Linked DNA regions of Mus musculus: all the other regions are linked to region 1. Evidence: chromatin contacts called from public HiChIP or PLAC-seq and promoter capture Hi-C data. All regions are on one chromosome and are shown on one strand. The core of a region is the stretch at or near the end of the contact, and the rest is flanking DNA. Distances in the headings are between cores, read along the strand shown. Region 1 holds the start of Smarce1 (SWI/SNF related, matrix associated, actin dependent regulator of chromatin, subfamily e, member 1). Region 2 holds the start of Krt19 (keratin 19). Region 3 holds the start of Neurod2 (neurogenic differentiation 2). Region 4 holds the start of Csf3 (colony stimulating factor 3 (granulocyte)).

Region 1 (7,140 bases), core at 1,868-4,367:
ATTGTGGTGAATCCAGTTACCAGGACAGTTACCCAGCTGCTCACCATCTGCAAAATGAAGTGTGAGTAGCGTGTGCTATGGGCCTGAGAGGAAAGAGTCTATGAACTCAGAGAAATAGTCCTTGCAGTCATTTCTGTGAGCTAACAGCATAGTACTGCTATCTGAGCTAAGAGTGCCTGCAGAACTTGATTTTAAATTGTTCAAACTGTAATAAATAGAGATGTAAAATATATTTGTGAATAAGTGAAAAATTGTTGCAAAGTTGTTTTCTGGTTTTGTTTTTAATTGTTATTATTTACTTGCTATACATATATGCTTGCACCCCAGAAGGAGGGCATCAGATCTCATGACAGATGGTTGTGAGCCACCATGTGGTTACTGGGAATTGAACTCAGGACCTCTAGAAGAGCAGCCACTGCTCTTAACCTCTGAGCCATCTCTCTAGCCCCATTGCAAAGTTTGTTTTGTTTTTTAAAAAACAACCTAAATTTGTTTAATGCAGGTACATTTACTTTGAGACCTTAAATAGTAGATATCTGTTTTACGACATTTAGATATTTTAGGCTTTTTTTTTCCTAAACAACAACAAATAAGGAGTACAAACCATTGGCCACTGTTCTTTGTTCTCAGCTCAAGTATCATCTAAGGGCTACAGCTATATTAGCATTTTAGTGGGGCCTTCAAAGCCCACCCTCCTCTCCCCCTCCCTCCCTCTCCACATGTGTGTATATATGTTGACTAGTAAATATGCTTTAGCCACAAGGAACTTACATTAGTTAGCTTTTAGTGTAATCCAGAGGTTTAACGTTCCCCTTTTTCATTACTCCAGGTTGCCTTCAGCCTGACTCACTCTAGTTAGTGAGTAAAAATGAACGATGCTGTTCTTCAATGTTACAACAGCATATTAAGCACTTATTCTTGAATAAGCGCCTGACCTAAAATTGCATCCTACACATTAAATGTTTCTTTCAGGCTGGGGGTACCGCAAGGTGGCAGAACTTCACCTAGCACATAGGAGGCACTGGGTCTGGACCTCAGGGAAAAAAAAAAGGGAGGGGGAGTATTCATCATTAAATGCTGCTACTTTATTAAAGCTTTGACTGCAATCATATTAGCCATTGTACTGGTTACTGCATTATGCAACAACAATTACGATAAAGCGATACATTTAGTGCAATCTACTGCAGTGTTGGGACTGGGCATTGTGAATTAACAGCTTGCTAGAGAAGTTCCACTGTGTGGCTATTCTGTGTGTAACATGCAGTACTTGAATTTGTAAATGAGTTTTGTTTGCTTTGAGGCATTTTAAAATCAGAATATGAATTTACCAAAGTAAATGATGCCACCATAATAAAAAAAAATTTAAACATGAACTCTAAGGCTTCCTTGTATTTGGGTTCTCCTATTTCAAAGATGTCTGTGCATGGTTAAGCCAAACAAAGCTAAATCACTTGAGGAAGACAGCTCCAGTGATAGGAGATGAAGGGTTTAACTTGGTTTCCAAGATAAATTAAGGATTAAGTTTTAAAATCCAGCTAGGTGCTGACAGTACACACCTGCGATCCCAGCTCGTGGAAGGCAGAGGAAAGATTTTGAGTTCCAGACCAGCCTGAACTACGTAGTAAGATCCTACAAACACACACACACACACACACACACACACACACACACGCATCATAACCATAATTATAAAATCCTATAATTCTGGGGAGATATAATAGTAGACAGCATTATTTGAAAAGTGCTGCAGGCCGGGTGTGGTGGCGTACGCCTTTAATCCCAGCACTCGGGAGGCAGAGGCAGGCAGATTTCTGAGTTCGAGGACAGCCTGGTCTACAGAATGAGTTCCAGGACAGCCAGGGCTACACAAAGAAACCCTGTCTCGGAAAACCAAAAAAAAAAGAAAAAAGGAAAGGAAAGAAAAGTGCTGCAGGACCTGTTCGGGACCCTGGATTCAATCCCTAGCGCCTCACAGAAGTAAAAAGAACAAGAAAGAATGCCATGCCGCTGTCCACTTAGAACTCAATCAATTCCCCTTTTTTAAGCCAATTTTGTGCCAGCCCTTTCCCACCACAGCATGCAGACACCGCTGAGTTTCAGAGAACTAACTGCCCAGCTGGGAATGGCACCTTGCAGCATGCATGCGCGTGCACACATGCTCCGGAGCACTGTGCCTGTACCCCCTTTTCCACCATTCCATAGTCCTTGCTAAGACCGGGAAGTAACAAGGCTGGAATTACTGGGCAGAGGAAGAAGCCACTGGATCCCTGCTGTAATTGTGTGGATCCTACATTCACCTTCTCTATGCTCTTTGTGTTAAAAAAAAAACATTTTCAGATCATTCCCTTATGCTATGCATTCATCTGAAAACAAAACAAAACAAACCTCTCCTTTAGTCTTTCCTTACAATACCGGTTCATTTCGATAATTTCACCAGAGTATGAAAATATTGGGCGATGGAAGAACTGGACAGTATTATCACTTATCACTTCTAAAGATACCTCACTTCCTGTTGTCACAACCAGGATAAGGGCCAACAGGTAGTCCCAGCATTCAGCCAGTTTCTCTAGATGCTAACATTGACCTTAGATAACCACAGATGCTCTGTTCATTTTTCCTCCACCGTGACGTGACCCACACTAGCCAAGTGTTCTCTACTTTGTATAATCCGCCAAAGTATTCGTTAATTAGTTTAAAAAAAAAATAGCCCTGGAATGGTCCAGAAAGGTGGCTCCACGCACACTCACTGAACAATTACATGTCTAGCCCTTAGAAATCATTGGTAATTATGAAATTGTCCGGTCCAGATGCCTAAAACTTTGTTTTCAAGACTTTCCAAGATAGCAGATGGCCCAATCCCATATAGAGGGTATCAGATACAGGACCGGCTTGGGAAAGTTCCAGGAGGGCATCACAAAGAAACACTGAACTGTTTAAAGACAAGCGAGGCTGAGCTGAACTGGCCCTCCTGGGAAGGGATGTGAATTGTCACAGGTATGCCAGCTGGAAGGAGTGAGCTGACATCTGAGGACCCTAGGCGCAGAAACCCGCCGCCATCACTCGACCTCTAGAAACATCTGGGAAAACTACAAAACTCCCGTGTTGCTTTTCGCTTAGGCGGAGGCAGGGGAGCCCCGCTGGGCGCCAGCAAGGACCTAAACGCAGCGACCCGGGTCCTCCCCGCCTACATTCTCCATCTTCTCCATTCATACGTCCATCAGCGGAGGACTGAAGACCAGAGCGAAGGGAAAAGCCAGAGTGCATGGTGTGTGGGAACTGCGTCCCACCCTCTCCCGGGAGAGGCTCCGGCGAGCCTTTCCCCTCCGGCGCCCGCCTCACGCGGCGGCGCCCACCGCCTCAGTGAAGCCCCGGGCGCGCAGTCTGCGCAGTTCCTGCCGCCGGGCCGCGAACCAGGGCCCGCAACGCGGCCCAGCCTTCTCCGCCCTCCTCGCCGTGACGAATCGGCGCCCGACTGGGACGGGATCCAAATTGGAAGACTTCTGAGGAAACCCAGGAGCCTGACGAAATTTTTTTTAAAAATCCTTGGCGCCCTAAGCCTCGCCGCGTGCTCACTGGAAGGGCTGTTCGTCTGCCGGGAGCCGGCCGCGGCCGGCAGACAATTCCCGGGAGCGTGTGGAAAGTGCGAGCGCGGAAGCTCCGGCGCGAGGGGCGGGGCGAGCGCGGGACAAAGGGAAGCGAAGCCGGAGCTGCGGGCGCCTGCTCGGCCCGCGGGTGAGTGTTTCCCAGTGGGCCCAACCCGGTCGGGGAAGGGTGGCGAGCGGTGGTGTTTCTGCTTGGCGGGACCCCGAGCTCCCGCGGGGTGCTGGGGTTCGGCCTCGGCTGCGAGGCGGGAGCTAGAGCCGGTGCGGCCTCGGTGAGGCCTAGCGGCGGCGGGGCAACCCCGTCCGGAACAGCTCCTCGGAGGCGCCGGTAGTCCCTTTCCGCGGGACTCCCGACGCCGGTGAGCACCAATGCACAACCCCCTGCAGGGGAGTTTCCAGAAAAGCTCGCCCTCCGCCCGCCACAAAACTCCAGGGAAAGGATCTCCGGAAACCCTCTGGGCAAGGCCAGCGGGGATCCTCACCCACCACGAAGGTGGTCGTCCCCCCCCCCCTTTGTTTATTTTTATTTTTTATTTGGTTCAGGCAGCGACTTAAGGATTCCCGGGGTGGCCTGGAGTGAAGTCTGAGACGGTGTGGGTTGGGTTTAAACCCATCTCTGACAATTCCGGGTCTCTGGCCTTAGACACTTAATCGCCCCGAGACTGTTTTCTTCCTTTGTAAAATGGGGACAGTCATACGCATCGGGTAGGGTCGTTGTGACTAGTGAGTAAGACTGTGTTATAAGCCTGACCAGTAAGGTAATTAATTCAATAAATACAGAGTTGCGTCCCAGGCACAATGGTTAGATCCACTCACTACTAGAGTTTATATGCTTAGCCCGGGAGAGCAATCATTTGTAAGTATTAGCAGTGAAGTGTAAGGTACCAGGGACCCTGTCACAGTTTCTGTCGGGGCTCCCCACAGCAAGGCCTACTGGGTGTTGATGGAAGGAAAAAAAGAGATGAATTGAAAAAACTTAGCTATTTCCACATCAGAAACTCTTACCTTGATGATTTGAGGCACTTCCTTAAAATGAAAACTAGGAGAAAAAAAAGTGTATTCACCATCCTTCTAAAAATAAGTTTTCATCTCTTATGCATTACCATTTGTGGTCTATGTTGAGTAAGGAACAAGCTCAGATATGTCCATGTTTCGAGCTGGCCATACTAGGACCAAATTTATGAAGACTTGAGCTATGTTTGAATAATACAGTAATAAATTAGACCATCCCTCCTCTCTTGCAAGGCAAAACCTAGCACATTCACATGTTGTTGGAGGGAAAGTGCCGCTGGTCTTTGTAAGCCATGTAGGAATACAGAGACGAGATATAATTTATTCTGTCCCGATGATGTATCAAGAAAGTACCTGAGATAATTTCTGAAATGAGCTGTAAAGGAACAACATGTGTCCTGTAAGTAGCCTCAGAAAATTGTTCCCGGCTCTTATGAAACTATTTACCAACAAAAGAGAATGTAAAGTTTGTTATCATACTGACTTACCTTTCACACTGCCTCCAGGAATAAGACATGACTCTGTTTCAATGAAAGATGTTCCCTAAATAAGGCAGAGCTTCTAATCAGGGGTTGTCAGTATCTGGTAGGCCTTGTTGGGGTCACCCGGATAATACATCACATTCTATTGTCATTATTTTTTTTTATCAGTCTAAGTAATCGTTTGCATGGCATCAGCAAAATGTTTTCCATACAAGACGCTGCTCTCAGTATCATAAGCAAAAACCTAAAAATCCATCTCTAATATAACTCTAAATTTCCCAGTAATTTATTTTCATCATTTAATTCTGATCAATCAAATGAATGTAAGAACTAGTTAAAAATATGCAAAAGGCTTGATTACTAGCAATTAATAGTGAAGTAATTTTGCTCAGAAATACCAAACTACCCTATTCTTTAGGAAAACATTCTCTTATGCTTGCTGAGTTTTGATTCTCTTTTTTTTTCTTTTTTTTCTTTTTTTTTATTTTAGTGTCTCAGATTCATTCTTAAGGAACTGAGAACTTAATCTTCCAAAATGTCAAGTAAGTTTCAATTTTTATATTTATCAATCTGTGTTAATACGAGACTAATGCCCTAGCAAATGGGAATTCCAAAATACTCTCATTTTTTTTTTTCTTCAAAGCAGGACCATTGGTAGTTTTGTTGCATAGTATTATATCTCAGTTGTTTACAAGAAGTTATTTATTTTCTTTCAAACAGAAAGACCATCTTATGCCCCACCTCCCACCCCAGCTCCTGCAACAGTAAGTTTTAATTTTCTTGTTAATGTAATAGCCAAGTCTGGCCTTGATACAAAAACCCAGATGTCTTCCACTGACAGTCACTCAGTCATCACAGCCACAGGATAGACAATTCAGCTAAAAAACAGCACTTCCTACCAAATAAAATAACTCCTTTCATCCTACCTGAGCCAAACCCAACACTTAAAAATACATACTGTGAGCTTCCAGCCTCCTGTGCTCTTTGTTTCCTAACGGGACATCAGTGAAACACTCCGTTCTTGCCGTTTTTCCCTGGTGAAGGGTCTTTCCGTTGATATTGAGTAAATGCTCGTTCTGGCATCCTTTATTCTTTTTTGTTGTTTTTAAGCCTAACCTTCAACCGGTTACATTTTCCTCTCACCGTAAGGGCTGGGTAGCTCAGTGGCAAGGCACTCACCTAGCGTGTCCTAGGTTGGAACCCCAGCAACACGACTTTTTTAATTAAACTTTCTTGTCAGCATATAAAAATTTCACATTAAATAAAGTTTCTTGTTCTAAGGATAGTTACGCTCATAAGTCTTATTTTAAAGCTGCTCAGGCCAGGGTTTCGTTACCCATGGGTCAGCTCTTGCTACTGGATTTGGTTCTGTTTTGGCTTGCCGGCTGATCTGTTTTGAAGGTGTCCAATGGTTGTGAACTGTTTTTACCCAACAAGCTCTTCCCAGCTTAAGCAGCTTGTAAAATAACTATCCAATCACAAGTCCACTTTAACAGCAAACTGTACAGGCCCTTGCTGAAATGCTGAAATGGCTTTCTTACCATTTTAAAACAACAACAAAAAGACCACTTAACATAACCACGTCCTACAAAATTTGAATCAGGATTATTTTGATTTGTTTTGTTTTGTTTTGAGACAGGGTCTTTATGTAGCCCAGGCTGGCTTCCAAATGGTGATCCTTCTTCCTCAGCCTCCCAAACGCTGGGATTATCAGCATGCCCAGCCCCAAATTAATTCTTTAATATCTGCTAGCTCTTCCTTCCATTCCCTCTACCAACTCACTGCAGGCTAGTCTACTTTTATTACTAATGAGTTCCTGTGTCTTTTCCTTTTTTGTTTGTTTTCTCTGCTAGGTAACTAACTAGTCTGATTTACTAACCCATAGGTGTTTGTTTTAGTTACATTTATCAACAGTTTGTTTCTCCTTAGATGCTCCTTTTAAAAGGCCTACCATACATTCTTAAGTTCACTCCATGTAATATACAGTCTGCAGGGTCGCTTCCAGTGGACTGTAAAGTCGTGTGCTTCATGATTTTTCTTTCTTA
Region 2 (7,140 bases), core at 2,058-4,557, 910 kb before region 1:
TTCTCCTGTGAGAACTAGAGATCTTCTCTAAGCGGAAAAACCTTCTGGAATGTATCCAGATGGAGATGGAGAGTCTCCACGGGAGAGCCGGGCTTGGGAGGTGATCTTGGCTCTCTTCAGGAGGCACGTGACCTCAGACAACTCGCCTCGCTTCTCTGAGCCCTTGGATTGGAGCAGCCTTTCCTGTTGTTGGGAGGCTATTGTTAAGATTCACCAGACAAAGGAGCCCATGGCCCTGTGTATTGGGAAAATGTGAATTAAACAGAGTTAGACAATACTATTCGCGATTATAATTATGACAATCATATACTATTTAATACTAATAACATTATATGATAAAATAATAATAACAAAGCAATTTGAGTGGTAACTATTAGCCAGGTGCTCTGATTAAGCCCTGCACAAGCACATCCCATTGATTCCTTTAAATAACGCCATGAAACAGGCCTCCTCCTCCTCCTCCTCCTCCTCCTCTCCTCCTTCTCCTCCCCCTCCTCCTTCTTCTCCTCCTCCTCAATTTACAAATGAGACAAGTTTCCATGGCCTCTAGTACTTGTGCATGGTAGATTTAAAAGTCAGCTAGAGCCACCAGTGTTAACTCTTATGGACAAGTTCTTTCTCACAAGTTTCTCATCACAGCTTTGTGTGTGTGTGTGTGGGGGGGGGGTGGGGGGCTGGATTGAATTCTTCCTGGGTTTCTTCCAGCCGACCTTGCACCCCGGCCTGGAGAACCCCAGCTTTGGAAAGGAGTTCCTGTGACTGGCTTCTCCCCTCCTGAAGACAAAGTGAGCCGAGACCCTCAGTTCCATCTGGTATGTGTGAGGTGTTCATTCGGCTTTCCTGAGATCCTGATATAGTCAAAGCCGCTTAGCTCTAGCTTAGATGAGAGAGAGAGCAGGGTTTTCTCTCTGTGTGAGCACTCAGTGACTAGGATCACAGGTCAGCCTGGGGCTGACTATCTTTGGGGGTAGGAAGAGTTATTTATGGGCCGGGCATTCTTGGGGGGGGGGGGTGAGCAGAGCCTTCAACTACACTCCAAATCCTAGGTTGTGGGGCTGGGGTCAAGAGGTTGGAATCTGAGCATCTTGGCTGTGGTTCTCTGGCAAGTTACTGTCTCTGTTGGAGTGATTTCCTTTCGCTTTGAGATGGGCAGAGAATCTTGTTTTCTTCGGGCTGTTGTAGCTCCAAAGACGTCTGAAGAGGCTTTATAAGGTTGCTCCCAGGTAATGTCACTCTGGTAGGAGTGACAGAAAGCTCCAGAAGCCAAGGGAACACAGAACACAGCTATTTCCCTAGCACTGTTATTCGTCCTAGCCTCTGTTTCTGGATCCAAAGTTCCTTTCTAAGACCCACCAGTCAGGCCTGAGTAACAGGGGCAGGCCTGGATTTAAAGCATAGTAACAAACTATCTGGCCAATCTCTTCCTTCACCTCCCCCAGGGAGCAGGCCTCCTCTTAAGGCCAGATAAGGAATGACTCACAGTGGCTAGCTAACTCTGGCCACTAAAACCTTTATGAAGCTTCAACCACACCCTATTTCCTGACTGGCTTGGGGCTCCCTAGAGTCCTTCTACCACTGATTCCCTAATTTATAGTCACTCATGGAAGGTGTGTGTGTGTGTATGTGCAAATGTGTGCAAGTCAAATGTGTGTGCATGTATATATAAATATGTGTGTGTGTGTAAGTGCATGTGTGTATATGTGTGTGTGCAAGTCAAGTGTGTGTGCATGTGTATATAAATGTATATAAGTGTGTAAGTGTGTGCCTAGGTGTGTTTGTATGTGTGTGTATATGTGTAAGTGTGTACATGTGTAGGTGTGTGCATAAGTGTGTGCATGTGTATATGTGTGTGTATGTGTACGTGTGTGCAATTTGTGTATAAGTGTGTGTGCATGTGTATATGTGTGTGCGTGTGTGTATGTATGTAAAAGTACTGTTGCTACCTTCTTCCTAGAGAGGATGGTGGCTAGAAGACAGTGCTGGGTTTTAGAAGATCAAATTCTTTATATAGTCATAGAAAACCCTGCTGATAATGTGAAGACAAGAGGACTGACTTTGAACACTCTTCATTTCACAGGGGGAAACTGAGGCCTTTGAGCTAGGAAGTGGTTGGCCCATCTCCCTGTTCCCAATCCCCCTCTCAGGACACACAGGGTTTCTGTCCTCAGACAGAGACAGCTCTGACAAAAAAGAAGGTACTGCGGGCCACCACTAAGGACTGTTGAGATGGGGTGGTCAGGAATTTCGGGGTGAAGCTATCGAAGTACCCCTATAGTGGGTATCAGGGGGTCCGGCCCAAGGGAAAGATCCAGAAAGATCTGGAATTGTTGCACTGCAGGCTGGGAGTGGAGAAGGGCTCCTTCCATTATGAAGATGTCCCACTCTGTGCTGCTGACTTTAGCTCACTCTCTCCTTCACCTCTGCTCTAGGAGGGTTCTGAGGTCCCCTGGATTCAGCCTGCAGCCTTTTAATACCTCCTCAGGACTGCTCAAGGGGGACAGCTTCTGTGCCATTTCTGTCTCTGGGTGGAAGGTGCCAAATGCCTTATGGGCAGGTGATCTGCCTCAGCCAGGCTGAGAGTCCTCATCTCCGGCTTATTAAAGAAACTCAATTAGAGGTCTTGTTAAGTGCGTCTTGAGACTTGGGCAGGGAAGGGTGGAGGTGTCTTGGTGGGGGTGAGGGTCGAGTTTCTGAGCTGGGTCAGCCATGCTTCAGATTGAGCATTTAGCAGGAGTGTAAAGAAGCCACTTTGGTGGCCTAGTGTTCCCTGCAGCTGTACCTATTGCCACCTAGGACATTGTGGCAGCAGGGTGGGGCAACCTTGTCTCAGAAAGTCAGGAAGCCTGGAGCTTAACTGCACGAATTATTATCACAAGGAGGGAGGGATTTATTAACATTATTCCAGAGGGGGCACTCTCAGAGTAAGTCACTGAGTTGGGGCTCAGAGGGGTGTGATTTCTAAGGGTGTCAAATTCCTGGAGGTTTTAAAGGGCCAGAGTGATATCGTCACTCCGGAAGTTAGAGTTGTCTAAGCCTGTGTAGTAAGGGGCTGAAGGGCCAGAAAAGGGACGTGACATGTTGGCAGTAGCTTTGGAGTGGGCTGGGGCGGGGCAGCTCTGGGAAGGACTGAGACCTCTGGCTCCTGGGAGGGGAGAGGTAGGAGCAGAATCGCCAGGAATTGACCAATGGGGAAAGAGCCCATATTTGCACTCTGGGAGCTTGGAAATTTCTGATACCCGCCCCTTCAACATCTCCATCCCCCTTCCCGCCCCGGGCATAAAAAGCCACAGGTGAGGGCCTTGTCACTCCTCCTGCGGCCAGCAGTTCTCAGACCTGCGTCCCTTTTTCCTTCGCTCTGGTCTCCCTCCTCATCATGACTTCCTATAGCTATCGCCAGACCTCAGCTATGTCTTCCTTTGGGGGTACGGGCGGGGGTTCAGTACGCATTGGGTCAGGGGGTGTTTTCCGCGCACCCAGCATCCACGGGGGCTCAGGTGGCCGCGGCGTGTCCGTGTCCTCCACCCGCTTCGTGACCTCGTCCTCCGGGAGCTATGGCGGAGTCCGCGGTGGAAGTTTTAGTGGGACCCTGGCTGTGTCTGATGGGCTGCTGTCTGGCAATGAGAAGATCACCATGCAAAACCTCAATGATCGTCTCGCCTCCTACTTGGACAAGGTGCGCGCCCTAGAGCAGGCCAATGGCGAGCTGGAGGTGAAGATCCGCGACTGGTACCAGAAGCAGGGACCCGGACCCTCCCGAGATTACAACCACTACTTTAAGACCATCGAGGACTTGCGCGACAAGGTGGGTAGCGGCCAGGCCCTGGGAGGTGCACCTGTTGGGGTGGTGCGGCAGGGCGGGGAGGTTGTGGAAACTCAGCCCGCGGGTGGACAAGCCCGTTACTACGGGCCGGGCAGGAACCCGCAGGGTGGGGCACAAAGTCTGGGCTGGACCCTGGGATTCGAGTGGAGGCGGGGTGGAAGGGAACTGAGACAGGTTAAGTGGGTGGGGCTTTCGGAAGCGGTGGGGACCTGCTTGGATAGTCAGGGATATCTATCCAAAGAGAGCATTTAACACAGCTTTGGGCTGCCCAGAGATGAAGATACCGAGCCGCAGCCTCAGCTGGGGGTGGGGTGTTGGGGAGGGCTGGGGAGCTGCCGGATATTAGTCTGTAGGCTCAGAGGTCACCTGAGCCTGTGGCCCTCTTCTGGGACTCTTGAGCATTGCTTTCTCCAGTTGTGTGGGTTGTTCCTGTCTGGTTTTCTTTACAGCAGCTGTCCTCTCACTCTCCTCCTCTCCAGCCCAGGGGACCACCTAGGCTCACACGGAGCTACGAGAAGAATGTAAAACCTGGGGGCTGCACAGTAAAACCAGATCTTAAAAAAAAAAACTTCCAGTGAGGTGTGGTAGCTCAGGCCTGTAATCCCAGGAGCAGGTGGATGAGTTCATAGCTATGCCCAGCTACAGTTAACTTGAATCTAGTCAGGGCTACATGAGTCTCTAGGCTCCCACCCGGCCGTCAAACAGCCCGAACAGACAGACAGACAGACAGACAGACAGACAGACAGACAACAACTCTAACACGAAACAAAAGAAAAATAAAAACAATTATTTTAGTAAGTAAGAGGGAGGTGGAAGTCTTGACCCTCTGCTTCTGTGGACCTCTCTCCTGGAGTCCCCCGGTCCAGGGAAGACAACCTGCAAGTCTCTGTGGGCTCCAACATCCAACAGGCTGGTTGGGTGGGGCATTGCCCTCACTCCTAGGGAAGAGCTATGTCCTGAAGAAATGTACCAGAGACCAGGCAGGCGTTTAATAGCGTCCTCTCCGCTAGTGCTCCCAACATGCAGTTCTCAAGAGCATTTTCCAGGGCTGTGTGAACTTAGCATGGAGCTAGACACACAACACAGCAAGCAGCTAGAGAGGTGTTTTTTTGACCCAGTGATGGACAGCTAGAATCCTAGGCGGTACACATCTTTCTTTCTCTTGCTTTGTCCCTTCCCCTTCCACACACTCCCAGCACGCATATCTAGAAGCAATTCTTACTCCGCTGTGAATGCTCTCCTCCGGGTTTTTATATTCTGTTGTTTTCGTCAACAACCCCCCACCCCCAAACTATCTATGTAGCTGAGCGTGGTGGCTGATACGTGGTGGCTTATCCAGCATTGAGAAACTGAGGCAGAAAGAAGGACGATGAAGTTAATGCCAGTTGAACCATACAGTGAGACTCTGTCTCAAAATGTCAAACCAGAGCTGGGGCGCAGTGGCACACACCTTTAATCCCAGCACTTGGGGAGGCAGAGAAGGTGGATCTCTGTGAATTCAAGGCCAGTCTACAGAGTGAGTCCAGGACAGCCAGGGCTACAAAGAGAAATCCTGTCTCGAACCCCCTAGTCCTTCACCCCCAAAGTCTAACAAACCAGAGGAAACCAACCCAACCCAACCCAACCCAACCCAACCCAACCCAACCCAACCCAACCAAAAACATTAAACCAAAATAATCCTGCAGATTCCAACCTGGTGACAGGATAAGTGGCCATGACCTTAATCTTTGAAAAACACTGAACCCTGGTACTGAATTGGTGGTAAACTTAATGATTTGAGTGAACCCCTCAAACCAGAGTCTTCATATTGGGTAAACTCAGGATTTCCAGTCACGTACAGTGGCAGTACTAACCTAGGAGTGAGGCTGAGTTACCATGAAGAGAGTACAAGGTGCCTGGCACATCACCGAAGGCAGAATGTGCTCTAAGTGTGGGACACAGACAGGGATAAGTGTTGCTTTTCTTTTCTTTAGGATTTATTTATTTACTTATCTATTAATTTATTTATATGTATATTGGTGTTTTGCTTGCATGTATGTCTGTGTGAGGAACTTGAATTGCAAACAGTTGTGAGCTGCCACGAGGGTGCTGCAAATTGAACTCTGTTCCTTTGGAAGAATATCCAGGGCTCTTAATCTCCAAGTTACCTCTCCAGTCCCTGGGATAAATGATCCATCCATCCTTCCTTCCTTCCTTCCTTCCTTCCTTCCTTCCTTCCTTCCTTCCTTCCGTCTTTCCTCTTTCTTTCTTTTTTTTTTTTTTTTGGTTTTTGGTTTTTGGTTTTTTGAGACAGAGTTTCTCTGTGTAGCCCTGGCTGGCTCAAACTCAGAAATCCTTCTGCCTCTGCCTCCCAAGTGGTGGGGTTAAAGGCATGTGCCACCACTGCCTGGAGGGATAAATGATTCTTTTTTTTTTAAGATTTATTTATTTATTATATCTAAGTACACTGTAGCTGTCTTCAGACACTCTGGAAGAGAGCGTCAGATCTAGTTTCGGATGGTTGTGAGCCACCATGTGGTTGCTGGGATTTGAACTCAGGACCTTAGGAAGAGCAGTCAGTGCTCTTAACCGCTGAGCCATCTCTCCAGCCCAGGATAAATGATTCTTAAAGCTTCATGTTTCTAGGTCCTTTTCAGATCACTTAGAGTTTCACCTGCACAGGTCTTGGCCATGCCCTTCTGGAATTGCCTCTTTGCCTGCCTCCCTTCACCCAACCTCCTTTACAGTGTGTTGTGCTCCAGCTCTGGGGCTGTGGATCGATGCCAAAGTCTCCCAGAGAGCAGACTAGTGGGTAGTGTCAAGGGAGTGGGGGCTATCCATTCCTCTCTCCTTCTCTGGGAAGAAAGTAGATTGATAATACTGGCTTGCCAAACTGGTGCCAACTGCCAGCCTCCTCCCTTCTAGATTCTTGGTGCCACCATTGACAACTCCAAGATTGTCCTACAGATTGACAATGCTCGCCTGGCTGCAGATGACTTCAGAACCAAGTAAGTGTCCCTGTATTGGGGGCTGCGGAAGCCAGGCAAGTGAGAGGAGAGCAGCGGCAGGTCTTATAGTGCTTGATGAAGTAGAGGCCTGGACTCTGCCCTTCTCCACTTGAGCTGGCTCAAAGCAATGCCCCCCCTCCCCGACTCCTAAACCCTGGGAAAGTTGGCAGAGACACAGATCCAGCACTAGCCTGACTGCAACTATTTCTTCGGAAAGGTTTGAGACAGAACACGCCTTGCGTCTGAGCGTGGAGGCCGACATCAACGGCCTGCGCCGGGTGCTGGATGAGCTGACTCTGGCCAGGACTGACCTGGAGATGCAGATTGAGAGCC
Region 3 (7,140 bases), core at 2,213-4,712, 900 kb after region 1:
CAGGCCCAGAGGGATCAAGTTCTCTGTACCCCAGGCTTGACCACCCAGCCCCCTACCTCAAGCCTTTCCCTATAGGAGCTTAAGGAGGCCGCTTAAATCTAGAGAGCAGACATGAGAGACAAGGGATAGAGGGATAGGTGGCCCTACAGCACGCGTTCTCTCTCTCTGACAAGGTTCTGCCTCACACCCAGAGGACCCCATCAGACCCCAGTGGGCTTAACCTAATTTTTGGTATGGGGAGGAGGCAGAGGCTATCTTTCTCTGTCAAGGAAGCATTCATCCACTTATTCATTCATACATTCACCCACTAATTTAACAACATTTTTGGATTCTTTGTAGACAAAACATTCTAATTGGAGATGAGCTATATGCAAGAGATTAATATTATAAAGCAAGTTACAAAGTGTCCTTTTTTGGTTTTGTTTTTTTTCCAGAGAGGGTTTCTCTGTGTAGCCATGACTATCCTGGAACTCATTCTGTAGACCAGGCTAGCCTCAAATTCACAGAGATCTTCCTGCCTCTGCCTTTCTGAGTGCTGGGACGCACAGCCCAGGGGCTAAAGGAGAGAAAGTGTCGGCCACCACTGTCCTGCACGGTGTCTTAATAATAATAAAACATGTTGGACTGGAGAGATGGCTGTTCTTCCAGAAGTCCTGAGTTCAATTCCCAGCAACCAGATAGTGACTCCCAACCATCTATCCTGGGTTCTGATGCCCCCTTCTGGCATGTAGGTGCACATGCAAATAGAGCACTCATACATTAAACAAACAAATCTTTAAAATAAATAAATAAAAGCTGGTATGTATTGGGAGAGTGTTTTATTATTGGCCCTATGCTAAACTCATTAACCTATCATGCTACTTAGTGTCAACCAGCAAGCAGCCCTATAAAGCAAGCAGACTACCACTTATAGATAGGGAAACCAAGGCTGAGAAGACTATCTCAAAGTTCCTTTGTTTGTGCTGGGATTCAAACCCAGGGCTTTGGGCTCTTGAGGCAAGCACCCTACCTTGGAGCTAAATCCCCAGTCTAGAATTCAGCATTGTCTTTTACAATGTGGTAGTGCATGTCTTTAATCCCAGCACTCTGAAGGCAAAAGTGAGTTCAGGTGCCACTCTGGTCTACATAGTGATTTCCAAGATAGCCAAGAATACTTAGTGAGACCCCATTTCAAAAACAAAACAAGATGAAAACCAGGTGAACAGAGTAGACCAAGAATCAGAACTCATATTATGCACGTGAGTGTGTGCATGCATGTGTGTGTGTGTGTGTGTGTGTGTGTGTGTGCGCGCGCGCTGTGAGTGTGTGTGTGTGTGTGTGTGTGTGTGTGTGTGTGTGTGTGTTCAAAACACCTCACAGCCCAGGGGCTAGAGGAGACAGAGTCATGAACGCCCTTGAAATTATACCCCAAACTGGAAGTGTCCTGGCAAGCCAGCCCCCAACCCAGTAGTGCCCCTGGTTTTGCTTTTGCCTCTGCCAAGATTCCATCCACAGTGTCAGGCTATGTGACTTAGATGGGCTCTGACTTCCTAGTTGCAGAGCCTATAAAGGTCTTCTTGTCCTTGGTGACCACCAAGGCAACTGGGTTGGTGAAGGGGTCCTGGGTTCTAGTCTCAGCTTGCTCCCCTCCTCCTCCCCCTGGGTACCTAGCTATATCCATTTCCCTGCACTGCCTCTGTGGAAGGAAGAGGAAGTGCCTGGCCTTTGGACCTTCTTTCAGCCCCTGACCTCCAAGTGTCCAAGCTTCATACCGACTTTCTCAAGGCCTTTCAAGCCAGCATGTGTCTCTGTGGAGCACCTTGTTCATTCTGAACGTCGAATTCTTGTCTTATCAGCCCAAGACTCCCTTGAGAAGGGTTCTCCAGGTAAGACCAGAGGGCATCCACTTGGACTAAGGGATGTGGTGCGGTCTTCCTTTTGTCTGTGTGGTTCTGTGCTTGCTATGTGGCTGGCTGGCATCTGAATATGTGAGCCAAGGTTGTTGGGTGTGCACAGGTAGGTCAAGGGAGAGACAAGAAATTTGGGCCTGAAGACAGCACCTGCCTGAGTCCAGTGTGGTCAAGGGTCTCTACCCCTGACTGCAAGTACTTGTCTCTCACACAGGTTAACTCTGAACAGGGGTGTGTTTCCATTTTCTCCACCACAGAGTGAGGAACTGGTGGGAAGGTGGGTGTGTCGGAAGCTCCTCCCTTTAACCTGTACCATTTGCATCTGTGTCTGGCAGGATAGGAACCTTGCAAGGGGAACTGTAAAATAAAGCATCCATTTCCTACCTCCCTCAGCAAGACACCTGTCTGGTCTTCTCCTCTCTGGCCTCTCCTGTGACTGATGGGGTCAGCCTCTGTGGCTTTTGTATTTTCTGCAGAGAGGAAGAGTGCTGGGTCCTGTCTAAAAACTCTAAGCGGCCTGCAACCAGTCATACCCTTTCCTTCAGCTAACCAAATCAGAAGGCCAAAAGAGAGGCATTGGTGGATGGCCTACCTGGCAAGGATCAGGGGTGGTAAGGCCTCAGTGACTCAAGAAGGAGGAGGAAGAGGAGGAAGAGGGCTTCTGGGTTAGGAATCCAGATCTGTGCCCACCTTAACCCAGATAGGGACACATAGCTCATCTCCAAATCCCTCCCCACCCCACCCCACCATACATTTGCCCTTGACACCCAAGGAAAGATCTCCTGTGTGATGACTACACAGATAGACACACATGTCCCCACAGACACACACACACACACACACACACACACACACATGAGCACTCGCGTGCGCACGCACAACACGCCCATGCAGAGGCACAGACACCCAGGGAGGCAAATCTTTCCCTTTCTCTGTCTTTCCCTTGGTTTGAATTTTGTTCAGCCACATATGTTGTGTGTGCGTGAGGGTGGGTGGGGGAGGGGCAGACAGGGATGAGGAATGGCATGGTGCCAGCATCTACCTATGGGGCTTGGGCCAGGGATGCCCCCCACACCCACCCTGGAAGGAGCCTCAGCTGTCCCTTTGTGGTGGAGGGGATTCTCTTGGGGAGCGGCAGTAAGCACCGAGGTCCCTTCTCCACACCCCAGGGTCTGGTCCTGACCCACCTTAGGGACCTGGAGACAGGGAAATGGACAGATCAAGACCCTGGAGAGAGCCCTGAATTGGCCTGGCAACCACAAACCGCCAATTCCCAGACTTGCCACCCCATTGTTCCCATGTGGGGGGTTCTATATCTGAGGGGGGCAAATCCTCCCACCTCCCTCTCAATCTCTGCTTTTCCTGCGTTGGGCGGGGAGGGGAGGGCGGCAGAGATATTTATTTATTTCCTTTATTTATTTAATTTTTTTTTTTTTTTTTGGAGTAGAGAGTGACAGATGGCGGCGGGTCCCGGGGGAGCCGGCTCTCCCCCAATGCAGACGCATGCCAATCACCGTCTCTCATGTGATAGCTGCTGCCCGTGACGTGCCAAGCCCATATGGCCTGGCATAGAGGCTGGTACCCCGCCTGGTAGAGATGCCACACTCGCTCCGCGGCTCGCATGGCGCTCTGAAGACGCCGGCGCCCGCCGCCTTGAGGAACCGCTGCCCCCGCTCCCTGAAGATGGGGGAACAATGAAATAAGCGAGAAGATTCCTCTTCTCCCCCCTCTCTCTCTTGCCCCCTCCCCCCTCCCCTCCCCTCTCCCCTTGACTCCTCTCTGAGGTAAGTTGTCCGAGAGGGAGCTAGATCTGACCTGCTATTAGTGGTGGGGGGGCGCTGCTTCGGACATGGAAGTCCCCCCCAGTTCTCCTATTCCTGGGACCCTACCCCCTTACGGGATGGGCAGCGGGGGCGCCCCGTGTTCTCTCTCCCATTGGGGCCGCAGCTTAAGGGGCTGCGGAAGGAGATGGTATGCCTAGGATGGGCTGAGGGGGAAGGGTCATGAGGCACTCGAAGAAGCGAAGATGGGACCCCCCCCATGACTGTCCCGAAGGAACCTGTGACCTTTTCCCACCACCAAAAAAGATAAGCAAACAAATAAATTTGGATTTTTCCCCAAGGATCTCAAAATACAACGAGATCTGTAGAGACGTGTGGGAGGGAGGGAGTTTGAAGAGGGGAAGAGGGTCCCTGACCGCAAGGGAGACGAACAGGGTTCGCTTTTGGGTCTCCTCCCCACGCCCGGCTTCTTCAGTCCCCGCACCCGGAGCCCGCTCCGGGAGACCCGTAAGCAGCAGCTAGAGAGGAGACGGTGCTCCGGTGTCTAGAATTGGGGCTGCGGGGGTGGGGGCCCGGCCGGGGGCGGCGCGCGGCCAACTTGCAAATTGGATTAGGGAGCTTGGGGGTGAGAGGCACCGGAGGGCTTGGGGAGCCAGGCCGAGGGGCCGGACCGTGGAGAGGAGGAACCGGGGCAGCGTCCCCACGGCGGCCGCCCAGCTTCTCTCCGTCACCGGGAGAGAGCTGGCTTTCGGGCGAGAGCACCGCCTCCCCGGGAAGATGGACCTGGTCCCTTAACCCCCCACCTGGTCAAGCTCTCTGGGACCCCGACACCGGCCGAGAGCAGCTTCCTTCCGGGCCAGGGGCGGAGCAGGAGCCCGGATCTCGGGCAAGGGCCTGGGCCGCGGTCCCCCACTGGCAGCCGGGCAGGGCTGGGCCGGCTCTGGGCGGGGCAGCAGGACGTAGTGGGCATCGGGGGCCCCTGAGCTGGGGCGCTCACGGAGACTTGGGGGGTGGAGGCGGGTTGGGGGGTCGTGGTGACCCCGGCGCGCCCCTCACTCTGTGCTGTCTGTCTCCCCGCCCCCGGGGCGCCCTCAGGCACCATGCTGACCCGCCTGTTCAGCGAGCCCGGCCTCCTCTCGGACGTGCCCAAGTTCGCCAGCTGGGGCGACGGCGACGACGACGAGCCGAGGAGCGACAAGGGCGACGCGCCGCCGCAGCCTCCTCCTGCTCCCGGGTCGGGGGCTCCAGGACCCGCCCGGGCCGCCAAGCCAGTGTCTCTTCGTGGAGGAGAAGAGATCCCTGAACCCACGTTGGCTGAGGTCAAGGAGGAAGGAGAGCTGGGCGGCGAGGAGGAGGAGGAAGAGGAGGAGGAGGAAGGACTGGACGAGGCGGAAGGCGAGCGGCCCAAGAAGCGCGGGCCGAAGAAACGCAAGATGACCAAGGCGCGTCTGGAGCGCTCCAAGCTGCGGCGACAGAAGGCCAACGCGCGGGAGCGCAACCGCATGCACGACCTGAACGCGGCTCTGGACAACCTGCGCAAGGTGGTGCCCTGCTACTCCAAGACGCAGAAGCTGTCCAAGATCGAGACCCTGCGCCTGGCCAAGAACTACATCTGGGCTCTCTCGGAGATCTTGCGCTCCGGGAAGCGGCCGGATCTGGTGTCCTACGTGCAGACTCTGTGCAAGGGGCTGTCACAGCCCACCACGAATCTGGTGGCCGGCTGCCTGCAGCTAAACTCTCGTAACTTCCTCACGGAGCAGGGCGCGGACGGCGCCGGCCGCTTTCACGGCTCGGGTGGCCCGTTCGCCATGCATCCGTACCCATACCCGTGCTCCCGCCTGGCAGGCGCACAGTGTCAGGCGGCTGGCGGCCTGGGCGGAGGCGCGGCGCACGCCCTGCGGACCCACGGCTACTGCGCCGCCTACGAGACGCTGTACGCGGCGGCCGGTGGCGGCGGCGCTAGCCCGGACTACAACAGCTCCGAGTACGAGGGTCCACTCAGTCCCCCGCTCTGTCTCAACGGCAACTTCTCGCTCAAGCAGGACTCGTCCCCCGATCACGAGAAGAGCTACCACTACTCTATGCACTACTCGGCGCTGCCCGGCTCACGGCCCACGGGCCACGGGCTGGTCTTCGGCTCGTCGGCCGTGCGCGGGGGCGTCCACTCCGAGAATCTCTTGTCTTACGATATGCACCTTCACCACGATCGGGGCCCCATGTACGAGGAGCTCAACGCATTTTTCCATAACTGAGACCTCGCGCCGACCCCTTTCTTTTTCTTTGCCTTTGTCCGGCCCCTTAGCCCCAGCCCCACGAGCTCAGGGGCTCCCACCGACTCCAGAGCCGGGCGCTCGAGCGCGGGCCGCCGGTTCTGCAGCTCTCCAGAGCGGCGTGCTCTCTTACCTGTGGGTGGCCCGTCCCAGGGGCCTCGCTTGCCTCTGGGGACTCGCCTTCTCTCTCTCCCCAGCGGGCTTCCTCCTCCCTTCTCTCGTGGAGAGCATCTCTGGGGATCTCCCGCCAGGCCCTCCCAAGAGACTTCCTCCACATTCCCAAACTTGGGTTTTCTCTCCCCACCTCCCAACAGGCCAGAGGCAGTTGGTAAGGGGCTGCTGAGTCTCGGGATAGTGTCTCCCCCACTTATAGTTACTTTAAAAAAACAAAAACAAAACAGACACAGAGCTTCCCAGGCCGAAAAGAGTTGGTATCTCTTCCTTCTCGAAGAGGCCACAGCCAGGGAGCCCAAACGCCTTCACCCTAACACGAATCTCCGCGTTTTTTATTTTTTATTTTGGTGGGAGGGGATGTGGATTGAGAGGAAAGAGAGAGGCCAAGCCAATTTGTAACTAGAACCATTTTTCCTTTTCCCTTTTTAAAGAAAACAAACAAACATACAAAAGGAAAAAAAAAAAAGAAAGAAAGAAAGAAAAAGGAAAAAATACTGAGAGGCAACGGAGGCCGAACTCAGAGTCCGGATCGGAGAGAAAACGCATTAAGAACTTTTAGAAGCAATAAAAGGCAAATAATAATAATAAAAAATACTACCAATAATAATTTTTAAAAAGACACAAATATCTATGCAAGGAGGTTCTGACTGAGCCTAGCAGCCTGACCTGGGTGCTCCTCGGGTCTGCTGGCTGCCCCGCCCACGCGCGGATCTGTGCACTTTGGTGAAGTGGGGGCCCGCGCCGCCCCTCCCCCCCCCCAGTTTCTTACAATCAATGACTCGGAGATTTGGAACCCCAGTGCCACTGCCCTCCTCCCGCCCTGCCCCGTTGTGCGTCATACTGTTTTCTAAAAACCTGTTTCCAAATTTGTATGGAATGGCAAACTGTTAGGGGGGGTCGGTTTGGGGAGGGAGGGTTTGCATGAGAGACACCACACACGCACACACACGCGCGCGCGCGAACACGCACACACACACACACACACACACACACACACACACACCACACCGCACGCACACGCAGGCC
Region 4 (7,140 bases), core at 1,802-4,301, 530 kb after region 1:
AGTCCCACTCCACCCTCTGGACCAGAGTTCACCACGTGTTCCTGTGAGATTATTTGGTATTGAGGGTGAGGACTTTTTCTGTCTTCCATACTCTGCGAGTCCAGGGGCAGGGTCCTGTGAGGCTGTGGGAAGGGAGGTGGTGGGAGGCATTGAGGAGTCAGTGGTGTGGGCGGAAGTGACAGGTTAGCCTCTTGGGCAGCTCTGAGCCACGGGGGAGCCTGCAGCTGACCTTCAGGCCTTCTAGGCTTCTTCAGCTGAGGAGTGAGCCAAGCAGGAGATTGTGGGGACACAGTTTGTTGGGGGGAAAGCCAGCCAACCCAGGACCTGAGTTCTGATCCAGTAATCACATTAAACTGTAAAAGGCATGATGTCATTCTGCCTGTCATTCTGCCGGGTGGGCAGCTTTGCAGAGGGCTGTTCATAGGTGATGAAGAGACCAGGCCTGTGCACGTGCTCAGCCTGCCCCCAACCCTCCTCTCTCCATTGATTTATCATCCATCAGTTTTGGTTTTTTTTCTTTCCCAAGAAGCTGTGGCTTGGCGGCAGCGACACTGGGCATTTTTAGTGTCCCTATCGATTAGTAGAGAATGGCACCCAGAGGAGGTCGGGGCAAGCTAGAGCATCCCACCTCCTCCCAGTGCCTTCTTTATCTGTCCTCTCCTACCACGCCACGCCACTCACCAGCCCCCAGCCAGGCATTAGCCAACCAAGAAGGAAGACAAAAAACACGTACTGGAACACCACACTTTATTATCCGCAAGCTTGGCTATAGTGACAGGTGGGGTGGAGGGTGAGGGTGGATGGGAAGGCCTCCCTCCATGCCAACCCCCCCCCCAGGCTTCCTCCTGCCTCCTCTGCCCCCCACTCCAACTTCCAGGCCAGCAGGGCCCTAAAAAAGGAATCCAGTCAATTCCGGGGCTAAACCTGGCTGCCACTGTTTCTTTAGGGACTTCGTTCCTGTGAGGACAGGAAACCCTGCAACCTGGTTGACCAGAGCAAGGGATATAAGAACCCAGTTTGGGAACACTGCTGTTTAAATATTAAACAGGGATGTCTTGTCCCCCGGAAGGGAGACCAGATGCTGCCTGGGCCCCCCTGAGATGGTGCCTCAGCACGGCAGGGCTCACTGATTTTTTGGGGGTACTGCCACAGAACTGGGTGCCTGGAGCAGCAGCAGGAATCAATACTTGGTATTTACCCATCTCCTTCCCTGGCCTCCACAGGAGGACACAAGAGCCTTCTCTCTCTGCTCTAAGCAGGAGAACAAAACTCGGAAGTGGAGAGAATGATCTAGAAGCTTAGAGCTCCATTTTCTCGTCTTTGTCTTTAAATAGTAGGCTTAAATATGCATAAATATTAAATAGAGATAAATAAACTATCTGGAAAGGGCTTTCTGCTCAGGTCTAGGCCAAGTGGTGCAGAGCAAGGCGAGCCGTCTCCAGGAAGCCCTGCAGGTACGAAATGGCCAGGACACCTCCTGCCCGGCGCTGGAAGGCAGAAGTGAAGGCTGGCATGGCGCTCTGTGTGGGCTGCACAGTAGGGGCCACCCCTAGGTTTTCCATCTGTGGGGAGGAGATGAAGTCAGGGATCAGTCCTTCCTTGAGGTGAGGAAGTGCTGGGAAGTTGGTTAAGTTGGCCTGTGGGGCTCATTAAACGTTAACGGTAGGACCAAGACTCCAACCCAGTCTGTCTCTGGACAGAGTCTGTCTGTCTCTCAGCCTGGAGGAAGCGGGGTAGGGGGCGAGGGGTGTCTTCCCAAAAAACAGGCCTCTGAAAATATAGAGAGCTTCCAGGGTGCCCAGGTGTGCTGCCATGACCCCCTCCAGATGGTACTCACCTGCTGCCAGATGGTGGTGGCAAAGTTGGCAACATCCAGCTGAAGCAAGTCCAAGGTGGGGGCCAGGGCAGGGGAAATACCCGATAGAGCCTGCAGGAGACCTTGGTAGAGGCAGAGCCCACTGTGGAGCTGGCTTAGGCACTGTGTCTGGGGAAGATAGCAGGGTTAGGCAGTACATCTTGGGATGCTTGCTCTCTTCAGGAGCCCAAATAGTAGGATGTAGTCCTTCCTTCTCCCCCTCCTCCTCCTTCTTCCCCTCCTTCTCCTCCCCCTCCTCCCCCTCTTCTTCCTCCTCCCCCTCCTCCTCCCCCTTCTCCCCCTCCTCTCCCTCTTTCTCCTCCTCCCCCTCCTCCCCCTTCTCCTCCTGGTCCTCCTTTTTCCGAAAATACTCACCTGCTGCAGGGCCTGGCTAGAGCAGCCACTCAGGGAAGCCTTCGGGATCCCCAGAGAGTGGCCCAGCAACACCAGCTCCTCGGGGTGACACAGCTTGTAGGTGGCACACTGTAGATGGAAGGATACTGAGGGTGCTCACCTGGGCCAGGCTCTTTGTCCAGCTCAGGTCCTCCTGGCTTCTCAGCTCCCTACCTTCCTAGTGACCCTAAGGACTGTCCCATCCAGAGGTCCCACTGCTGTCTCTACTCATTCTCTTTCCTGTGCCCTTCTCCCCCCATGTTCCCTTCCTCAATGTTTCTGTCAGTATTCTGAGGGTGCCATCTAGGCTCTTGTGCACACTGGGCAAACACTGTCAACTGCTGTGTGTTCCTAGTCTGCCCTCTTCTCATTTGTGCTCCTGCCTCCCCCGCTACCCCCCCCAAGTCCTTCCCTCCACACCTATGGCAACCCCACTCACCAACTGCTCCAGCAGCACCGAGCCGCTGGCCTGGATCTTCCTCACTTGCTCCAGGGACTTAAGCAGGAAGCTTCGGGGCAGAGGCAGGGATGGTGGCAGAGCGCTGACAGTGACCAGGGGAACGGCCTCTCGTCCTGACCATAGTGCACTTTGCCACAGCAGCAGCTGCAGGGCTAGGAGCAAACAGACGGGTCTGAGGCACTTGTTATCCGGCCTCTCTCCATTCCACACCCAGGGCAGGTAACCAGGGCACTCACCCATTAGCTTCATGCGCCTCTGGGCAGAAAGTTGAGCCATGGATTCTGGGTGATCTGGGCTGCAGCTCTGGGCTCTGCCAGGGCCCAGCTCCAGGGGGCCTTTATACATAAAGCCATCAAGGCCCCGGGAGGAAATTACCTGGGGCTGGGGCAACTCAGGCTTAGTAATAACTTCCCAGGATTTATGCAAATTTGATGATAGCTCAGGACAATGCAGGGGGTTGGGGAAAAGCTGTTTGCGAAAGTTTTTGTGAAATCGGGGAATCTCTGTTCCTTCCTTGACGTCTTGTCCCCCCCTCAAACTCTCTTCCTCTCTTCCAGCCACACCCAGGCCTGAATCGCTGCAGGGTGTTGGATCTGGATCCGAGTTGTCCAACAAGGCTGGTGAAACCCTGGAGGGGATAGCAAGGAACTCAGACCCTGGGGAAGAATGGGTGCTCAGATCAAGACTGCTTCTGTCTCTCCATCCTCTGGCAGACGTGCTTGGGGAGCCCCCTCTGCCCTTCATTTGTGATTCTCAAGTCACCTATACCTGGGACAAACATCCCGAGAGAAGAAAGAACCTGTCCTCTTTTCAGACCCATAAGCTTCCTGGTGGCTGCCTCCTGCTTTTCTGGGAGCCCTCCACAGCACCCTAGGTAGGGTCTTGCTGTCTACGCCTGCCCCACATTTGGATAAAAATAAATTGGTCCAGCATTCAGGCCGTTCTGTCCCAGGCTGATTAGCTGGGAACTCCCCAATACCCCCCATTATGACTCATTTCTTTAAGCCCCTGGATCCTGGCAGAGAGGCCAGAGGAAACCGGATGTCTGTCTTGAATGAATCAAGACCCTCTGGGGCTCCTGGCTCACCTGACCTTGCCTTTCTGCTTCCCTTGGCACATTACCTCGATGTCGTGGAGTCTGGGGCATCTGGAGGGCGTCGGAGGCTGGGTCATGGAGTGTCCCGACGATCTCTGCTCATTATGTAGCAGTGGTGTGAGCTGGCTTGAGTCGATGCATGCTGAGGTGAGAAAGGAGGAGCTGCATCTCCCATCCTAGAACTCTGCCCAGTGTTAGCTCTGAAAGAGACCTTGGTGATTTCACCTCTGTGAACTGGGCCAGAAAGGGAAATGCCTTGCCCAATCATGGGTAGTAGGGATGGAGGGACATCCCAGTCGCTCTCAGTCCCAACAGGGTATTACTACCTAAAAAGGAGGACGGCATTCCTTGTCTGACTGATGGCATCTCGATCTGGTACTTTCTGAACTATTTCACCCCCACCAAGGTGGGGCCAAGGAATATAGACATTTTTTGATGTTGAGGCATACCTGATGGGGTGGGGCCAACTCTGGGGCTAGGGTGCCCTCTGGTGGCCACAGATGTCATGGACATTAACTACATAGCCTCTGCTTGAGAGGACAGGCCAAGGGATTCCCATTCTGTTTGTTTATTTGTTTGTTTTTGTTTTTCAAGACAGGTTTTCTCTGTCTCGATAGCCCTGGCTATCCTGGAACTCACTCAGTAGATCAGGCTGGCCTCGAACTCAGAAATCTGCCTGCCTCTGCCTCCTGAGTGCTGGGATTAAAGGCGTGCGCCACCATGCCCGGCGAGATTTAATTCTTAAAACATGCTAACTGGCAACAGCTGCCTACTTTATATGTCACAAACTCAAGACCCACAGGGGTCGAATAGAATATCAGATAGACATCTTGCGTATCAGATACTTACATCGTAATTGATAACAGTACCAAATCACAGTTATGAAGTAGCAATGAGATCGTTTTATGTTTGGGGGTCACCACAGCATGAGGAACTGAATTAAAGGGCTCGGTATTAGGAAGGCTGAGTGCCACGGTGTAGGGGGTGGTGGGGATCTTTTGCTGCCATTATTTTGTTCTGTCTACCAATTGGTGGGCTGCAGATGAGGGGTGGCCTTGATGAGCTGCACAAGCCCCCTTTGCTCTATTGCACCAGCCAGCTGGAGTGCACCTCGGAGAGTGGAGAATAAAGACCGGAGGGCAGCGTTCAGAATGTAGCTTAACTGATACAGTACCTGCCTGGCATGGACAAAGCTCTGGGTTACATCTCTAACCCTGCATAACACAGGCATGGTGGCACACACCTGTCATCCCAACACTTGGGAAATAGAGGTAGGAGGATCAGAACCAGACCTGGCTAGAGAGGGGCCCTGAGGGCCCCGACATAGTGTAACAATTGTCACTGCTGCTAGCTGCTAACCAGAACTCAGTGGCCAGACTCTGTTGCCAAAGACACCGCGGGCTCTGGGCACAGGACATAGAGGAATCAAGCTGGACGTGATCTCAGAGCGTCTTCCTTGCTGTCTGGACCTCACGGTGTATGCAGGCTGCTAAGAGGATTGCCAGCCAATGCTTACTCAGCTATCGGGGTCTGCACGTTGTACTACTGAGCCCAGGGCCACCGGCGTGCAACAGTGGATTATCTATAGGGGTAACCAATGACTTCCCAATTGGATTTGAGGCCACAGGATGGAATCCACTCTAGTACTATCATGGTCAGCGTTTATGTGTGGGAAGTCCTGGGACCCAGTAGGGAAGCTATACTGCTGTTCTGATAGATAGGATGCGCTTGTCCAGTTGCCATCTGAATAATGTTTATTACTGTCATAGCTTGTCAGCTTTGGTCAGAGACTCGTCTTTTTGTCATGGTCAGAGCGCTGAGAAGTGACTGCTGGATGCTTAGCTATTAGTGAGAGAGCTGTAACACCCTATCACGGCCCAGCGAGGACCGTGGACAAGAACAGAAAGAATGCAGGGCCGGAGGAAGGGGCTGTGCTGCCGCCGCCACACCTCATCATCAGCAGATTTCTTGAAAACGGCGTGGCTACGGCCATTGTACTGAAGCTTACAGCTGTGTGATGGATGGTTTCCTATAGGAGACTGGGCCTGTGAGCCCCTACCCCCCTGGGGGGATTTATAAGCAGTTTATGGTCACTGGGGAAAGAAGAGACTTTTTCTTCAGTAGCCATAGCAAGTTACCCATGCCTCTAATAACTCCTCCTCCATGTTATTGTAAGAACCTTGAGCTGGAGGCTGGTGGTGCATGCTTTTAATCCCAGGAGACAGAGGGAAGCAAAGCTCTTGAATTATAGGACAGCCTGGTCTACAGAGTGAATTCCAGGATAGCCAGGGCTACACAGAGAAACCCCTTCCTGAAACAACAACAACAAAAAGGAACCCCAAGGAAGTTTATGGATCACCTAAACACAACAGGAGAGTAGACAGGGGACTGGTGAGGAGGAAGAGGACCAGCAGGAAGGAACTGAGGGGTAATAAGGAGCTAATATGGTCAGAACACGTTAGATGTACTCTATGGAAATGTTACAGTGGAGCCTGTAATTACATATGCTAATAAAAACAGCTATGAAGCTCAGGGACATCCTCAGCTACATAGCAAGTGTGTAGCTAGCCTGGGCTATATGAGGGGAAAAAAGATCAAGGAGCAATGGCCTCTTTTCCTGGACAAGTCACACAGGGGCTGAGCAGGGCTAAACTGAAGAAGCTCCAAGGAGGGACAGGGTGGTTTGTGAGAGGCTGGCTGCAACTCCACTAAAGGCTCACAAAGAATTTCTGTTTTCTTTTTGCAAGGCTCGGGACTGAACCCAGGACCTCTGGCATGGTAAACAGGCACTCTACATCCCTGGCTTAATAAAAAAAAAAATACATGTCTATTAATGTTTTCCTTCTATACATACATGTGCATGTGTTCTGTGTCGGGGAGGGCATTGGATCCCTTGGGATCGTCCTTGTGCATGGTGCTGAGCCAGGTCCTCTGCAAGAGCAACACGCTCTGCTCTCTTAACCGCTGAGCCATCTTCCTCGCCTTCTCTGTGGTCTTTAAGTGAGCACCTTTTCTGTTTCACGTTATACAATCTGAGCCTGTGGTGCAGCTGCATGTACAGCAAGCAGGGCGGCCAACGGCTTCCTCTCCTGCCCAGTATCCAGGGTCATGCCCTGGTAATGCCCGCTAAGTACCACAGGCTCATGGTTACCACCCGATCCAAGTGAACCCCCTCTTGGTTCGGTGAGTTTCGGACTTCGGTCCAGACGGTTGAGTGCTTTGCTGTGATGCTCTGATTCTCCCTCTTCTTGAATCTGTGAGCCATCTTTTTTGGTCAACCTCCTTGCTATCTTAAATTTTAAGGAAGGCCAGACTGGTCTGTGTGGTGAGTTCCCA

Evidence for each region. Promoter capture Hi-C pulls out the DNA fragments that hold promoters and counts their contacts. HiChIP or PLAC-seq counts read pairs in DNA pulled down with a chosen protein or histone mark.
Region 2: an H3K4me3 HiChIP or PLAC-seq map of embryonic stem cells shows a contact between it and region 1, with 6 times the contacts expected there. The contact joins the promoter of Krt19 here to the promoter of Smarce1 in region 1. A contact is called at or near these places in 7 of 39 promoter capture datasets (the 3T3-L1 cell line, 3T3-L1-derived adipocytes, cranial neural crest and 3 more), 6 of 115 datasets of contacts at active chromatin or transcription factors (embryonic forebrain, embryonic stem cells, extraembryonic endoderm stem cells and 2 more) and 1 of 9 other capture datasets (embryonic stem cells).
Region 3: a FOXA1 HiChIP or PLAC-seq map of pancreatic cancer cells shows a contact between it and region 1. The contact joins the promoter of Neurod2 here to the promoter of Smarce1 in region 1. A contact is called at or near these places in 1 of 39 promoter capture datasets (pre-B cells) and 2 of 115 datasets of contacts at active chromatin or transcription factors (embryonic stem cells and pancreatic cancer cells).
Region 4: a contact with region 1 is called in a promoter capture Hi-C map of pre-B cells, with 4 times the contacts expected there. The contact joins the promoter of Csf3 here to the promoter of Smarce1 in region 1. A contact is called at or near these places in 7 of 39 promoter capture datasets (the 3T3-L1 cell line, 3T3-L1-derived adipocytes, frontonasal cranial neural crest and 4 more) and 2 of 115 datasets of contacts at active chromatin or transcription factors (T-cell acute lymphoblastic leukemia and embryonic hindbrain).

The regions. Positions count from the first base shown.
Region 1 is chr11:99,226,994-99,234,133 of GRCm38.p6, reverse strand. It overlaps Smarce1 (SWI/SNF related, matrix associated, actin dependent regulator of chromatin, subfamily e, member 1), which reads left to right and starts at 3,117. Exons shown (of 11, transcript NM_020618.4): 1 at 3,117-3,732; 2 at 5,586-5,637; 3 at 5,816-5,859. The coding sequence starts at 5,631. It overlaps Krt222 (keratin 222), which reads left to right. Exons shown (of 6, transcript NM_172946.3): 6 at 1-1,373.
Region 2 is chr11:100,142,093-100,149,232 of GRCm38.p6, reverse strand. It overlaps Krt19 (keratin 19), which reads left to right and starts at 3,307. Exons shown (of 6, transcript NM_008471.3): 1 at 3,307-3,802; 2 at 6,725-6,807; 3 at 7,025-7,140. The coding sequence starts at 3,374.
Region 3 is chr11:98,325,967-98,333,106 of GRCm38.p6, reverse strand. Neurod2 (neurogenic differentiation 2) reads left to right here and starts at 3,462. Exons shown (of 2, transcript NM_010895.3): 1 at 3,462-3,673; 2 at 4,766-7,140. The coding sequence starts at 4,771. The coding sequence ends at 5,922.
Region 4 is chr11:98,697,224-98,704,363 of GRCm38.p6, reverse strand. It overlaps Csf3 (colony stimulating factor 3 (granulocyte)), which reads right to left and starts at 3,051. Exons shown (of 5, transcript NM_009971.1): 1 at 2,945-3,051; 2 at 2,688-2,860; 3 at 2,231-2,338; 4 at 1,838-1,984; 5 at 735-1,562. The coding sequence starts at 2,984. The coding sequence ends at 1,404. Gm38985 (a long non-coding RNA gene) reads left to right here and starts at 2,854. Exons shown (of 3, transcript XR_001780319.2): 1 at 2,854-2,927; 2 at 3,266-3,951.